Linked DNA regions of Mus musculus: region 2 is linked to region 1. The links are chromatin contacts, called in public Hi-C maps. All regions are on one chromosome and are shown on one strand. The core of a region is the stretch at or near the end of the contact, and the rest is flanking DNA. Distances in the headings are between cores, read along the strand shown.

Region 1 (6,814 bases), core at 2,040-4,539:
ACCAGGCTGGCCTCGAACTCAGAAATCCGCCTGCCTCTGCCTCCCAAGTACTGGGATTAAAGGCGTGCGCCACCATTGCCCATGAGTCAAGAGTGTCACATAGCACAGGTTGCCCTCAAACTTGCTATTCAACCCCTGGAAGAGACTTGAGGTTTTTACCCTACACAATACTGTGATTACAGGCATGTGCCATCATGCTAGGTTTACTGCAGGATAAAGTATAAACGCAGGGCTTTGTGTGTGCTACCAACCTGTTTCATTTGAACTATATACTTAATGGACTTGAATTGTAGTCCAGGCTAGCCTCAAACTCAAAAGAATACTCCTGCCTGGCCCAAGAGTTGTAATTACAGGCCTAAGCCACCATGCCTAATCTCTTTTAAACCTGTATAAATCTGTCTACTGAATAAACCTGTATAAGTCTGTATAAGTTTGTCCTACCAGTCAAAAAACAGTGTCATTGACTTGGGAGGAGGGGTAGTAACACACATCTGCAATCCTCTTGGGAGGTAGAGGCAGAAAGATCTGGAGTTCAAGGCCTGCCTCATCAATATGCCCAACTTTCACTTTGGGCTAGATGAGACCCTGTATCCAAAAGGAAAAGGAGAAGAAGAAAAGGAAAAGAAACATCACAGAGTCCAAACACACTTTTATTTGGAAGCACCTCTACAAGGCAAAAGTTAGTATTTAGATGTACATTTTCTGTAGTGACAAGAAAACATTACATAACAAAAATGAATTACCATCCAATTCATGAGCTAGGTAGGCCTTGTCCCGAGACAGAAAAGCAGAAGGGAAAAGGTACTGGGAAAATATATTTAAACAAAGTATAACTGGATATATGTATGAGAATGTCATAATAACCATTATTTGGTATCCCAACTAAAAACTATAACACACACACACAATTCAAACTAAAAGAAACTATGTAAATGTATTGACATACATTTTTCCCTCCTTTTTGCATTTAGCCAAGACTAGGAATCAGTATCAAGAATAATATGTAACTTTCTCCTTTGAAAGATACCAGGAATAGCCAAATGTTCCCATTAAGTTACAGTCTCAATATTATCATCACTTATCTAAATGTCCCCCACCCAACTGGACCACTGAATTCTTTAAAGCATGAATTTTGGAGGACAGGATTTGACTCAGTTAGATGGCAGAGTGCTTGCTTATCATCCTCAGCACAGTATAACCCAGGAATACTGTGCATGCCTCAAGTTCTAGTACTGGGAGTTCAAGGTCAGCCAGGGCTAAGTGAAACTCTCTCAAAAATTCCAGACATGATAGAGAGTACATGCCTCTTATCCTATCACCCTGGAGGTAGAAGCAGTCAGATCTCTGAATCTAGGTCCAGCCTGATACACATAATTGAGAGATCAGCAAGAGCTGATGATACCCTGACTCAAGAAAATGAAAACTAAAATTAAAGCAAAAATGTTTTCATTTACCTCTCTCCCCTTTGGGAAGACCCTCCCATTACATTACCCCCCCCCAAAAAAAGCAAAACCTTTAGGCTCACACCTTCATTTCCCATACTTGAGGGGCAGAATTGTTGCTTGTCTGCACCCTGCCTGGGCTACACAGCAAGCTCCTATGTAAAAAACAAAAACTTCCCAGGTAGGACACACTCCAGAGGCAGAGGCAGGAGGATCTTTAATTTTGAGGCCATTTATGGGCTATAGAGCCAAGTTCCAGGACAGTGAAGGCTACAGAGAAAACCCTGTCTCATTTAAAAAATAAAAAGTAAAAATTAAAACCTTCCAACACTCAGTTTTAACTTCAGGAATAGGAAGGGTGGATCTGTTTAAGACTACACAGTGAGTCACCCAAAAAAACATTATCTAGTCTTTCGTCCTGAACCCCCAATCCCCTAACGACTTGAAAGGGACAGTCTTCAATAAGCAGAAAAACATGCTAAAGAGTTCCCCGTGGGGGAGTGGGAGGGAAGGGGCGATTAAGGGGGTACCCAAAACATTCACCCCATGAGAACATCTAAAAATAGACTCAACCTCCAAAGGCTCTTGGGGCACCACCAGCACTACTTCTTGGGGTCCATGACCAGGTCGGCTCAGCCCAGACACTCCCTCAGGGACACCTTCCAGTGTCTTCGCAGAAGCACCCAGTGGCCCCCAACAGCAGGGTCCATGCCAGAGAGCTCTGGGTGCAGCGGGCAGGGCCCACCTTCTCTCTCTCTCCCTCTACTCAGAGGCAGGTTGTCCCAGGCCACAGGAAGTCTCCTGACAACGCTGCGGCAGACCGGGAGCAGGCAGGGGAGGGGGAGGAGGCCTCCGGTTCCCAAAGCCACCACGCGCCGTCACCGTGACTCCAGCGCGGGTCTCGCGCTCCCACCCTACCCTGCGCAGGACGCGGCCCGACGCCGGCGGCCACCTAATGACACTTGAGTGAGCGCGGAGTCACGTGATAGCCCGGGCCACACGCACTTTCTCCCACAGGCCGGGGCACAGCCCGAGCCCGCGGCGACCACGCCGGGCTCCCGCGGGCTGCGCGCCGGGCGGGGCGGGGGGCGGGGCGAGGCGGCGGCGGGGGCGGAGCGGCGGCGGCGGCGGGCGGGCCGGGGGAGGGGCGGCGGTGGCAGTTGCCGCCGGGCGGGGGAGGGGAGCCGTGACGGTTGGGAGCGGGCCGGTTCGGCCCGGCGGGCGGTTGGGTGTTTACCTTGATGCACCGCGACGCTGCAGCCGTGCCCGTCGCAATAAACCAGCGGGTTCTCGGCCCAGCCTCTCTCGTCTGAGCAAACGCAACAGCCTCCAATCATTTCCTTCATACTATGGGAGACCTCGTCCTCCAGTGACACGGGCCGGTCGCTAGAGACCATCTAAGAGGGAGTTGGGGGGGACCATTAACAAACACAAGCAAGCCACCGAGAGCTCCCCACACGCAGCCCTTCGCGCCCGCCCTCCCGCCAGCCCGATCGACCGACCGACCCCGGCCCGGTCTCCGCCAGCCCGCCCGCCCTCCCTCCCGCCCGCTCGGCCGCTCGCTCACTCGGGCTTTGCCGCTCAGTCACTCACGTTCCGCACAGGAGTCAGGAGCCATGTCCTTGCTGACTCCCCCCACCTCCCCGCCACCGTCTCCTCCTCCTCCTCCTCCTCCGCGGCGTCCTCCCTCCCCACCTCCACCCGGCCGCTAACGCCGCCGCCCGAGGAGGGCACACATAATCAAGCAGGCCTCCGCACAGGCGCACTGGGGGGCTCCCGCTGGGCCCGGGGCGGCGAGGGAGGGGAAGGGGCTGCGCTTCCTCCTCCGAGCGTCACCCGGCGTACGCGTCGGCCCGCCCTGCGGCCGGCGTGAGGGAGGCGGCCCAGAGAGGCGAGGCCTGCGTGCGCGCCGCCGCGTCCCCTGGCCCCTGCCTACCTCCAGGCTTTCCCCTCCCCCGCACCGCTCGGCGGCGCCGAGGTGTGCGGAGGTGGGGGACGAGCGGAGTCGGCTGCTCAGCGCGGCCGGAGTGAGTCTACCGGAGGGCTCTGGGGCGCACGAGGGCCGGGACGTTGGGCGGCCGTCGCCTCGCGGGCCCCGGGCGCGCATGAGGAAGAGGCCGCGGCGGGGCGGGGTGCGGTGGGGGCCGGGGTCGCTGAGAGGCGCCCCCGGGGGCGTCTCGTGGCGCCGGGAACCTACCTGAAGGCCTGTGCCTCGAGAACTGGCCCGCGGGTAACAATGGTTGGGAGAGGGTGCCAGCTTCCATGAAGGGTGTAATGAAGCATGGCTTCCTGCAGTTGGCCGCGCTAACTTCACAGTACTGTCGCAGCTTCGCCACCCATTAAATTCACGTCCTGGATTCTTCCCAAAGTTCACCCAGTGGAAGTGTTACCAGATCTACCGCCCACTTACGCACCTTCTTGGCCCCCGTGGCAAATGAAAGTGCATCACAGACAGGCAAAAAGCCTGTGTTTGGGCTATATTCTGAGCGGGAGCCCCAAGACTGCATTATAGCTTGGTAGGTATACAAGTGGTTGGTCGCGTTAGCAACGTAATAGTCTGATCTGGAAAAATGCAGCTAAAGGAGGAAGGAACCCACGTTCTAGCCTGTCACCAAAGGTTAACAGCATTGAGAGTGTGGTGCCCAGTTTAGATTGAGGATTCCTCTAATCTTAGCTCGATTCTCCAAATTTACCTTTTCAAATGTGATGTCATTTAAATTGGAGAAATATGAGAGCTTCCTCCCAATACACAAATAAAATATAGATTAGATTAGACCAATGTTAGCAGATTAATTAGCTAGATATTGAGTAGTTTTTAAGCTACCAAAAAAATGTTTCCCTAATCCTTTCTCCATGTACACCCAATATTGATTTTAAGCAAAAAGTGTTCGTTCATTAAACTTTAGCATGAAATGGGAATTATGAATAGGCTATTTAAATGACAAACAGTTCCAAGGCAACTTCATGGTTTTTGGTTAATTACAAGTACAAAGGGCTTATTAGAAACTAACAATATAATATGGTCTGGAAAATACACTTACATGATGCTAAAACACCCCAAGTTCTAAGCACTCCACAGAAAATATATTAAGTTTTAAAATGTTCAAAAAGGGTAATGTGGCTGTTCTTTTCCTATTTCAAAATAATTGCTAAAGTTGTAAGAATAGTGATCGATACAGCACAATGTAAGCATCTGTGGTCAGATATATTCAAAAGCTATGTGAAATCCAAACTAATGGGGGATTTACCAAAGCTTGTGATAGGAAGACAATATGTCCAAAGGGACACAAAACTAAGGATTCTGTTTTAATATTAATACATTTAGAAATGGTGACTACAGATTAGTAAAATGACATTTTTAGGAGGATATGGTAATAAATTTCTGGACCTCTAATGATGCTCTTAACATAACTATGACTTGTACAAAGCTAGGGCAACTTTCAAACAGAAGTTTACTGTTTTAACTGTACCAAATATTTTACCTTTACCCTTATACAAAGGAAGTCAGTTCATTGTCTAAATCCTGTTTTGCCTCATAATATAGACTAATTTTGGTGCAAATCAATGTGGAACTTCCCAAACACTGAAGTCAAGCCTATGCACTAAATAATTTAAAAATACATTTCATTTTATTTTTAATACATTGGAGCTTAGTTCTTGAGATGGAACTAATTTGTATGAAAAAAAAGGGTAAGAATCTTACCTCATTCTGTAACACCTAATAAATGTAGGTAAACACTTGCTCTTTTCAAGACAAAAACAAAACTGTCATTTATATGAAGTTTTGACATTTACAAAAAAAAAAAAGGGAAAATGTGTTTAGAAAAAAACAGGAAAGATGCACAGTTTATGCCACGCTTATATATAAATAATAGTATCTGAAGCAGAAATTTTGTGAAAGCATACATGCATACAGGTTGACACACTGGAAGTCCAATTATTTTAAAACTGGTTTTTAACATTCTATACTAGAGAGACATGAAAATCAGGGAAAACACTGGGAAAAAACAGGGCATTTCATTTTTACTCAAGCATCAGACACTAAATGTGTTGCTGTGTGTACAATATTTGATATATTTCTATAATACATCGAGTGCAAAGGAAGAATCGTAGACAGAATAAAGCAGCTCAAATATGCAGTGAATTATTCACTCAGCAAATATTTACTGAACATTCATTGTGTACCAAAAACTCCTGGAATATAACAAAAAGAAAACTGTGTTGGTCCTTTACAAGATATGTAGTGTATCCTACTGCACACACATATAATAAAAACATTTAGCCACATATGTTAATCATCAGGTCTCAGAATGGGTAAAACTTATAATTGCTAAAGTTCAAGTACATTTTTAAAAAATAGTGATGCAAAAATTAAATTGCCATGTGACTGATAGTGTATCTTTCTAGAAAAGAACTTCAATATTAATGTTATCATTTAAATCCAGTTCCTTATTCCCCAAATATGCACATATATCTTATACCTGTAGGAAAGAATGAAAAGCCTATTGTGTGGAATATCCCTCACATAATAGTGTCTAACATGGTACTGGCTCATCTATTTTCTCTAAACTAATCATCTGAGCCAAACCACAAAAAACTCAAGTAAAGTATTTTATGATGTAACCTCTAACCCTACTATAATGGGAAAATGTATTTTCACTCCATGGTAATATATCTTCTTACAATTTTCTTTAGTCTTGAACCTGGACACAAACTTTTTAAATTTTCTTTTTAATAATCATTTACCTAAGTAGATTCTATGAAAGAAATATTTAAAGTTGTGTTTGGTGCCTTGGTTATCCTTATTCATATTTGTGTCCTTTTTAAACTACGGTTTTATCACCTTCTATTATAACTATTATTCTAAGATTGTTTTATAAGGCATAAAAACTAAGATATGTTTCTATATCATTGGGAATATTTCTATAGTAGTAACACTATATACTTTCCTTAGCTAGCTTCCTGACTTTACTATATTGCCCTTACAAATAAATTAGCTGGACAACTAAAAATAACAATAGTCATAGTAGTAGTAGTAGTAGTAGTAGTAGTAGTAATACAATTTCTTATGATCCACATACACTTTCAGATGAAGTTTGAGTAAAAAGTTGCTTCATTCATTTGATACCTATACTTTTACCTTTCTTGTGAAAAGTTTTATCACATATATACATGTGTATATATGTATATATTTGTATGTATGTATATATACACGTGTATACTATTTTAACTAAAATAAGTTTTGAAACTGGTTTTGTTACTTACAGTCAGTAGCTTCTGTGTCTATAGATGCATATCCTAGACATGGCACCCATATTATAATATATTCAAATTTTATTAAAGGGTATTCTTTTCAATTATGTTTTCAGTTG
Region 2 (6,814 bases), core at 2,360-4,859, 75 kb before region 1:
ACTGATTGGGCAAGTATTCACAAACCTTTCACCTTGTAATTTTATCCAAAGAAGTACAAACAATCTTAAAAACAGTTTAGTAAAATGTAAAATATATAAAATAGGAATACATACATGTAATGGGTTCAAAAGAAAACAACCTTTTATATCCAGCAGAGACGTTTGGGGGAAAATTTTTATATAATTATTAAGGATCACTGAAAGGAATATCATCTTAAGTATGTAAGTAAGGAAATGGGTTGACTTTTGTTTTAAAACGTTATGAAGAACTTGTCAGGTGACTTGGTGAGTAAGGATGTTTACTGTCAGGCTGATGCTACAGAACCACATCGTGGAAGGAAAATTAACTCCCAAAAATTATCCTTTTATCTCTGCACTCAAGAGCACATATGTGCATAAACTTTTTTAAAATATGCAAAAAGAAAGATCAGAAAAAAAACAGGAAAATGAACATGGAGTTTGTTCCTGTAATCACAAGGTTAAGACAGTATCACTTCAAACTCTCAGTGCCTATAATACTTTTTTTAATAAACAATTCTTTAAAAATTAAGGTTGTTTATAACTTACAAGGACCTTTAATTATTACTGTCTTCTTTTCTTTTCTTTTCTTTTGTTTTAATGTGTACAGGTGGAATTGAGGACAGGTTAATCTTCACAAGGAGCCAAGTTATATTCCTAGTGCCCACATAACAGCTCACAGCCATCTTTAACTCTGGTACAAGGAGACCCAATACCCTCTTCTAGACTTTGCACCCATATGGTAGGTAAATGGACAGACAAGCAGGCAAAAAACCCATATACATAACTTCTTTAGCTTTTTTATGTTTTTTCCCTTTAAATGTGCAACAGATCAAACTGACTAGCCAAATTAGCTCTATCAGCTGGTAAGCTCTGGGTTTCGATTGAAAAGCCCTTGCCTCAGAGGACATAAGAAAGACTTCCAGTACCTACCTTTGGCCTACATACACAGATGCATATATACACAAATAATGGACACACAAAAATAAGAAAAAGATATTCCCAGCTCTTTCAGCCACTCTGATTTCAGTGTTCCTATTATTTAAAGAGAATCTGAGTTCAATTTCTAGCACTTACATGGTAGTTCACAGCAGTCTACCGACTCTGGTTCTAGGGGATCTAATCTTTCATCTAACCCTGTCAGGCTCCCTCATGATCATAGTGGACATACATATTTGGAACAAAATTGTCAATCAAAAAGTCCACTTTTGTATCTGGCTGTGAATAGAAAGTAAACACAATATAAAGCCACTTGAATTTGCTCATTATAACGTATAGAAACAACTCTACCTAAATCTCTTATTTCTGAATAGCTAGTAGGTATTAAATAAACTCTTTTCCTTGGTTCCAAGTCAGATGTGGTCATTTCACTAGGCTTACTCTTTCAAGTAAAGCAACTTTTTGTTTGTTTGTTTGTTTTGTTTTGTTTTGATTTTTCGAGACAGGGTTTCTCTGTATAGCCCTGGCTGTCCTGGAACTCACTTTGTAGACCAGGCTGGCCTCGAACTCAGAAATCCACCTGCCTCTGCCTCCCGAGTGCTGGGATTAAAGGCGTACGCCACCACCGCCCAGCTGTAGAGCAACTTTTTTCCCTAGACAATCTTCACAGTTATACGTAAAGTCAATAGCCTCAAACCGCAGACTAGTATATAGGAAGAAACGGCATCCATGCTTTGATTTGAGACGCCTTAGGCCCAGGATGCTTTGCTTTACTGCAGCAGATCCCAGGAATAGATGGCGCTGATCCTCTACACTGTTTCATGGGAACTAAGACTTGGAGAATGATATAGAAAATATCAATATACTAGCTACTGCTTTGCTAAAATAAAACTGACCCAAAAAGGAAACTTCTGCTCTCTCTGGAAAGTCAATTCTGTCAAATGGTGTTTTGCTGGGGTACATAGGAAAAAGGATGTTTGGCTGGAGCAGACACACGTGAGGAAATATAAATGACCCCACAGATAGTGCAAGTTCAATTATCAGTTACCTTTGCTCCACCTATCTGCTGATGGCACACATATATTATTGGCTCACCTTACATTTCTTTGCTGAGCTTCATTGACAACGTTATTGAGAGAAACTCGCCAAAGAATTTGTCATTAGTTTCCTACAGCTTCTTACCTCTTCCACAGACCAGGGCCAGTTGGTGAACCTCATTTTAACTTTAATTTTTTCAAATCCAATTTTTTTTTTAAGATTGCTTTATTTAGGGGCTGGTGAGATGGCTCAGTGGGTAAGAGCACCCGACTGCTCTTCCGAAGGTCCGGAGTTCAAATCCCAGCAACCACATGGTGGCTCACAACCATCTGTAACAAGATCTGACGCCCTCTTCTGGAGTGTCTGAAGACAGCGACAGTGTACTTACATATAATAAATAAATAAATAAATAAATAAATAAATAAATCTTTAAAAAAAAAAAAGATTGCTTTATTTATTATTATATGTAAGTACACTGTCGCTGTCTTCAGACACCCCAGAAGAGGGAATCAGATCTCATTACAGATGGTTGTGAGCTACCATGTGGTTGCTGGGATTTGAACTCAGGACCTTTTGGAAGAATAGTTGGTGCTCTTAACCCTTGAGCCATCTCTCCAGTCCCCAACTCCTACTTTTAATGGTGGTTTTTAAACACTTTCATCTCCCTTACAGCCAATGACCCATCAAGGAGGTAGTGGAAAAGAAAGGATGGGGGGTGGAGGGTACTGTTTAGAAAGGTTTTTGGGAGCAACTCCCATCTGTGTTGTCTGGAAATCAGCAGTTCAGTTCACAGGGCAGCAGTGGCAGCTCAGATCACTAGCAAACACCTCATGGATACAACAGCAGTCCCGTGCTGTAGAGTTGGGATAACAAACACTGAATCAGCAGCGGTGGCACTACCTAGTGGGAACAATGAGGCCTCAGCCTCAGCTCGAGTCAGCAGAAAGGGACCAGGGCAGACAGGAATGCCAGGAAAGTTCTCGGCTGTGTGTCTCTCAGAAAAGCAAGGATCAACAGCAAAAACAAGACCAAAGCATTGCACAGTTAGCTCTATAAGCAAGCCAAGCTCAGCCTTCATCACTGTCCATTGAGTTCTATTTATATTCTCCAAATAGCATGTATCCTCCAGGAGTCTTAACTTAGTATATAAGTCTCAGCTGGCATCACTCTGCCAATCAGCCTGAGTCTTTTGAAGCAGCAAGAAACTGCAGCACAGCACCAGAAGTTTTTCTGGTGCATTTCTCTCTATGGAGTCCCAACAATTGCAGCTCAACTATGCAATGTAAGGTGGACCAATACATGTGTCTTGGTGGCAAAGAATGTGTCATCACATGTCCTTTCACGTGCTTGCTTTAGCAGAACAACATCTCTCCTGTGTCTGCTTCAGCTAAACTTTCCTTCACAAGTCTGCCTTAGTCTTTCACGTGTGTCCACTCCAGGAAACCACTCTTTTACACATTTGCCCCAGCAAAAAAACATCCAACACAACTGACTCTCCAAAGAACCCTTAAGTTTCCACTTCACCTCGAAGTTTCGATTGAACAGTTCGTGTAGTGCCTGCCAAGTGGACTTGTCTACAGCTGCAGATTCATTTTTGGTGTTTGCTAATGGACTGGACTGACTGAACAACAAACATTGGTATCGCTCCAAAGAACTATTTCTAAACAGGTCTACTCCCCCATGGCCTAATAACTTTACTTTTCCACTACTACCTCTGGTAGGTGGAAGGCTAGAGGAGAGGTGAACACTTATTAAAGCAGGCTAAGAAAAATGTATGCCTACACTGACCAGCTCTGATTCAGGAGAGTGAAAGGGTTGTAACAGTGAAGGCCTAACACCGTATCTGTCAAGCTAATACCGTCTGATGGCCATGACATTATAAAAAAATGACACACAACAACATCAGGAACAATAAAGGTCATAAATCTTCTAGGATCTTTAGCTCCAATGTTTCCTATGACTCTGGCTTTGCTTTCCTAACTTTCAACTTTCTGATCGTGAACAGTCGTGAAGACTGCCTGCTTCTTTATCCTTACAGCCCCTCGACATAGCGTCACCTTCCAGAAGGTTACCTCAGGCTTACCCTCATGCTTCTGTTCTTCTTTCTGGACCAAATTCTTCTTAACTCATCCTCATGCTTCTTTTCTTCTTTCTGAACCAAATTAGAGCAACAGTATTTTCTTCATTCATTCATACATACATACATACACACACACACACACACACACACACACACACACCTTTTTTTCATATCTAAGATTTTTAAGATTAATTTCTTTTAATCGTCAAATCTTTTTAATATATACTTATTTTATTTTTTGCGTGCATTAGTGTTCTGCCTGTATATATGTCTATATGCCACATGCACACTGCCTAGGGAGGAAAGAACAACAAGTTGGAGGCCCTAGAACTGGAGTTACCATATAGGTGCTGGAAATTGAACTTGGGTCCTATGAAAAAGTAGCCAGTACTCTCAACTGTTGCACTAACTCTCCAGTCCCATATTTAAGAATCGTAAAAGAATCAAGTTACTCAAAACTATATCCTGGTCTTTATTAGTCTATAACCTTTAATGAGCTTCTACTCTAATCTCTATTTTGAAACTTCGAAACAGCTTCTTTAGCACTAAATCCAAAAGACATTTAATTTCTCTTTGCATTCCTTAATCCACTTCCTACTTATCCCTGTAGATTGCTACCTTCATTACTGAAGAAAAGGAGGACTGCAGAGCAAAATGCCAAGAAAAGAATATAGAAAGAATAAACCTTAAAAACTACCTTTGTCAATCATAATTTCAGAGACAGAAGTTTGAGAGATGGCCATATTACATTCACAGTCAGAAGGAACAGCAATAAATGCATACATGAAAATAAGCACTAGGTCACTTTCTCCACTCCTATGAATGCAGGACCCAATGCCTATGTAACTGTGCCCCTGGCGATGGGCAGTTATCTTCCTGTTCAATCAATGCAACCAAGACAACTCCCTACACAAACACACTACCTCATCACAACCCTTCAGTAAGACTCCCCTTCCTGAGTGATTCAAGATTGTGTTAAGCTGGCTGTTAAAATTAACCATCACAATCTCCAAAGACTTTTGCCCCGAGGTAATGCCTCTGACTCACTGGCCAACACTGACCTATGGTATCAACAGATATATACTGCAAAAATGAGACTATTAACAGTATGAATGACAGCATAAGTGAGAATCAAATGAAAATATTATATCACATATATTTTATCACAACCACCCCACAAAAATACAGTAGTATTTAGAAAGAAAAAAGTTGGCAACTGTTGCTTATCTCTTCAATTGTTGGTGCTAGAAAAGACTAGGTGTCACTGACAATAGGATACTCAGGGAAGCCTAAGAGAATGGTCCATTAAGCAGAAATTCCTGCTAATACCAGCTTGAAAAACCACACTAAGGCATGTTAAAGATGCCCTACCTTTACTCAAGCCTTGACATAACTCTGCCACTTTACTTCTCCCTAACTTCATCTTCACTCCTCCAAATTCCATCTGTAAGTCAACATTTTGAAAGAAATTGGGTGAAAGATGCTGAATTAGAAATAGCTGCTAAACTCCAACTGCTGACCTATAGGCAAGTAAGTGCAAGACCATAATTTTTATTACAATTTTAATAAATTTTAATACATCAAGCTATAAAAGGCAAACGATAGAAAAAGGGATTGATAATCTTACAACAATAAAACCTCAAAATACAAGCTGCTTTGTGATTAGAGTGAGCAAAATCTACAGGATATTCACAAGACATCAGTAAAAATCTTTATGAACTAGTTTAGCAAGACTGTTCACGGGGCTGATATAATGGCTCAGCAGGTAAGGGCTCATCCCATCAAGCCTGACTAGCTAAATTCAATCCTAAGACCACACAATGCAGAAGGCAGAGAACCAACTCCAGGAAGCTGTCCTCCAGAACTCTACACATGACTGTGGAGCACATATACCCACACACGCACACAATAAATTGAAGTGGTGGCGCACGCCTTTGATCCCAGCACTCGGGAGGCAGAGGCAGGCAGATTTCTGAGTTCGAGGTCAGCCTGGTCTACAAAGTGAGTTCCAGGACAGCCAGGGCTACACAGAGAAACCCTGTCTCGGGGGGAAAAAAAGGTTCTTTGGAAAGTCATTTGGATGGTTTTTTGCTGAGGAAAACATGTGAAGAGTGTTTAGCTGAAGCAGACACAGGAGAGAGGATGTTTTGCTAAAGCAAGCATGTGAAAGGACATGTGATGGCACATTCTTTGCCAACAACGCGAATGTATTGGTCCACCTTACATTGTGTAGGTGAGCTGCATTTGTCGGAACTCGAGAGAGAGAAATGGTATCAAAAAGCTTCTGGTGGTATGTCTCAGCTTCTTGCTGCTTCCAAGGGCTCAGGCTAATTGGCAGAGTGATGTCAGCTGAGACAGATGCACATGCTGAGGCCAGACCAGCAGAGAACATGTGATGTTTGGAGGGTATAAATTATAAATAAGACTTGATGGACAATGACGGAGTCGGAGATTTTATAAAGCTAGCTGTGCAATGCTCATGGGTCTCACATCTTAGCTGATCTTCACTTCGCTGAGAAAGGCACAGAGGAAAACTTTTCTTGGCATTCCTGTTGGTCCTGAGGGCCCCTGGTCCCTCCTGCTGACCCATGCGGATTCCGCTTAGTACTGGCTGTCTCTTTTAGGTAGTGCCACACTGCTGATTTCGAGTTTGCTATCCCTACACTATGGAACTAGACTGCTGGTGTATCCATGAAGTGGATCGAGCTGCTGCTGCTGACCTGTGAACTGAACTGTTGA

The links. A called contact is a pair of places that touch in the nucleus more often than the background predicts.
Region 2: a contact with region 1 is called in a Hi-C map of liver, with 2.2 times the contacts expected there. The contact joins the enhancer-like site here to the promoter of Mllt10 in region 1. A contact is called at or near these places in 1 of 39 promoter capture datasets (the HPC-7 cell line), 7 of 484 Hi-C or Micro-C datasets (centroblasts, conventional type 1 dendritic cells, gonadal supporting cells and 3 more), 4 of 115 datasets of contacts at active chromatin or transcription factors (the SCID.adh cell line, bone marrow-derived macrophages and embryonic stem cells) and 3 of 9 other capture datasets (adipose tissue, liver and pancreatic islet).

Annotation. Positions count from the first base shown.
Region 1 is chr2:18,061,060-18,067,873 of GRCm38.p6, reverse strand. It overlaps Mllt10 (myeloid/lymphoid or mixed-lineage leukemia; translocated to, 10), which reads right to left and starts at 3,289. Exons shown (of 23, transcript NM_001252560.1): 1 at 3,010-3,289; 2 at 2,680-2,839. The coding sequence starts at 2,839.
Region 2 is chr2:18,136,601-18,143,414 of GRCm38.p6, reverse strand. The region is part of intron 8 of Mllt10 (myeloid/lymphoid or mixed-lineage leukemia; translocated to, 10); the gene reads right to left. Among named protein-coding and RNA genes, the nearest start is that of Gm25147, 19 kb to the left of the region's middle. Within about 2 kb of position 3,609, at least 9 of the 459 cell types and tissues checked have an H3K27ac peak or open chromatin away from gene starts, as enhancers often do. A contact at or near this core is called in liver, where this site is marked.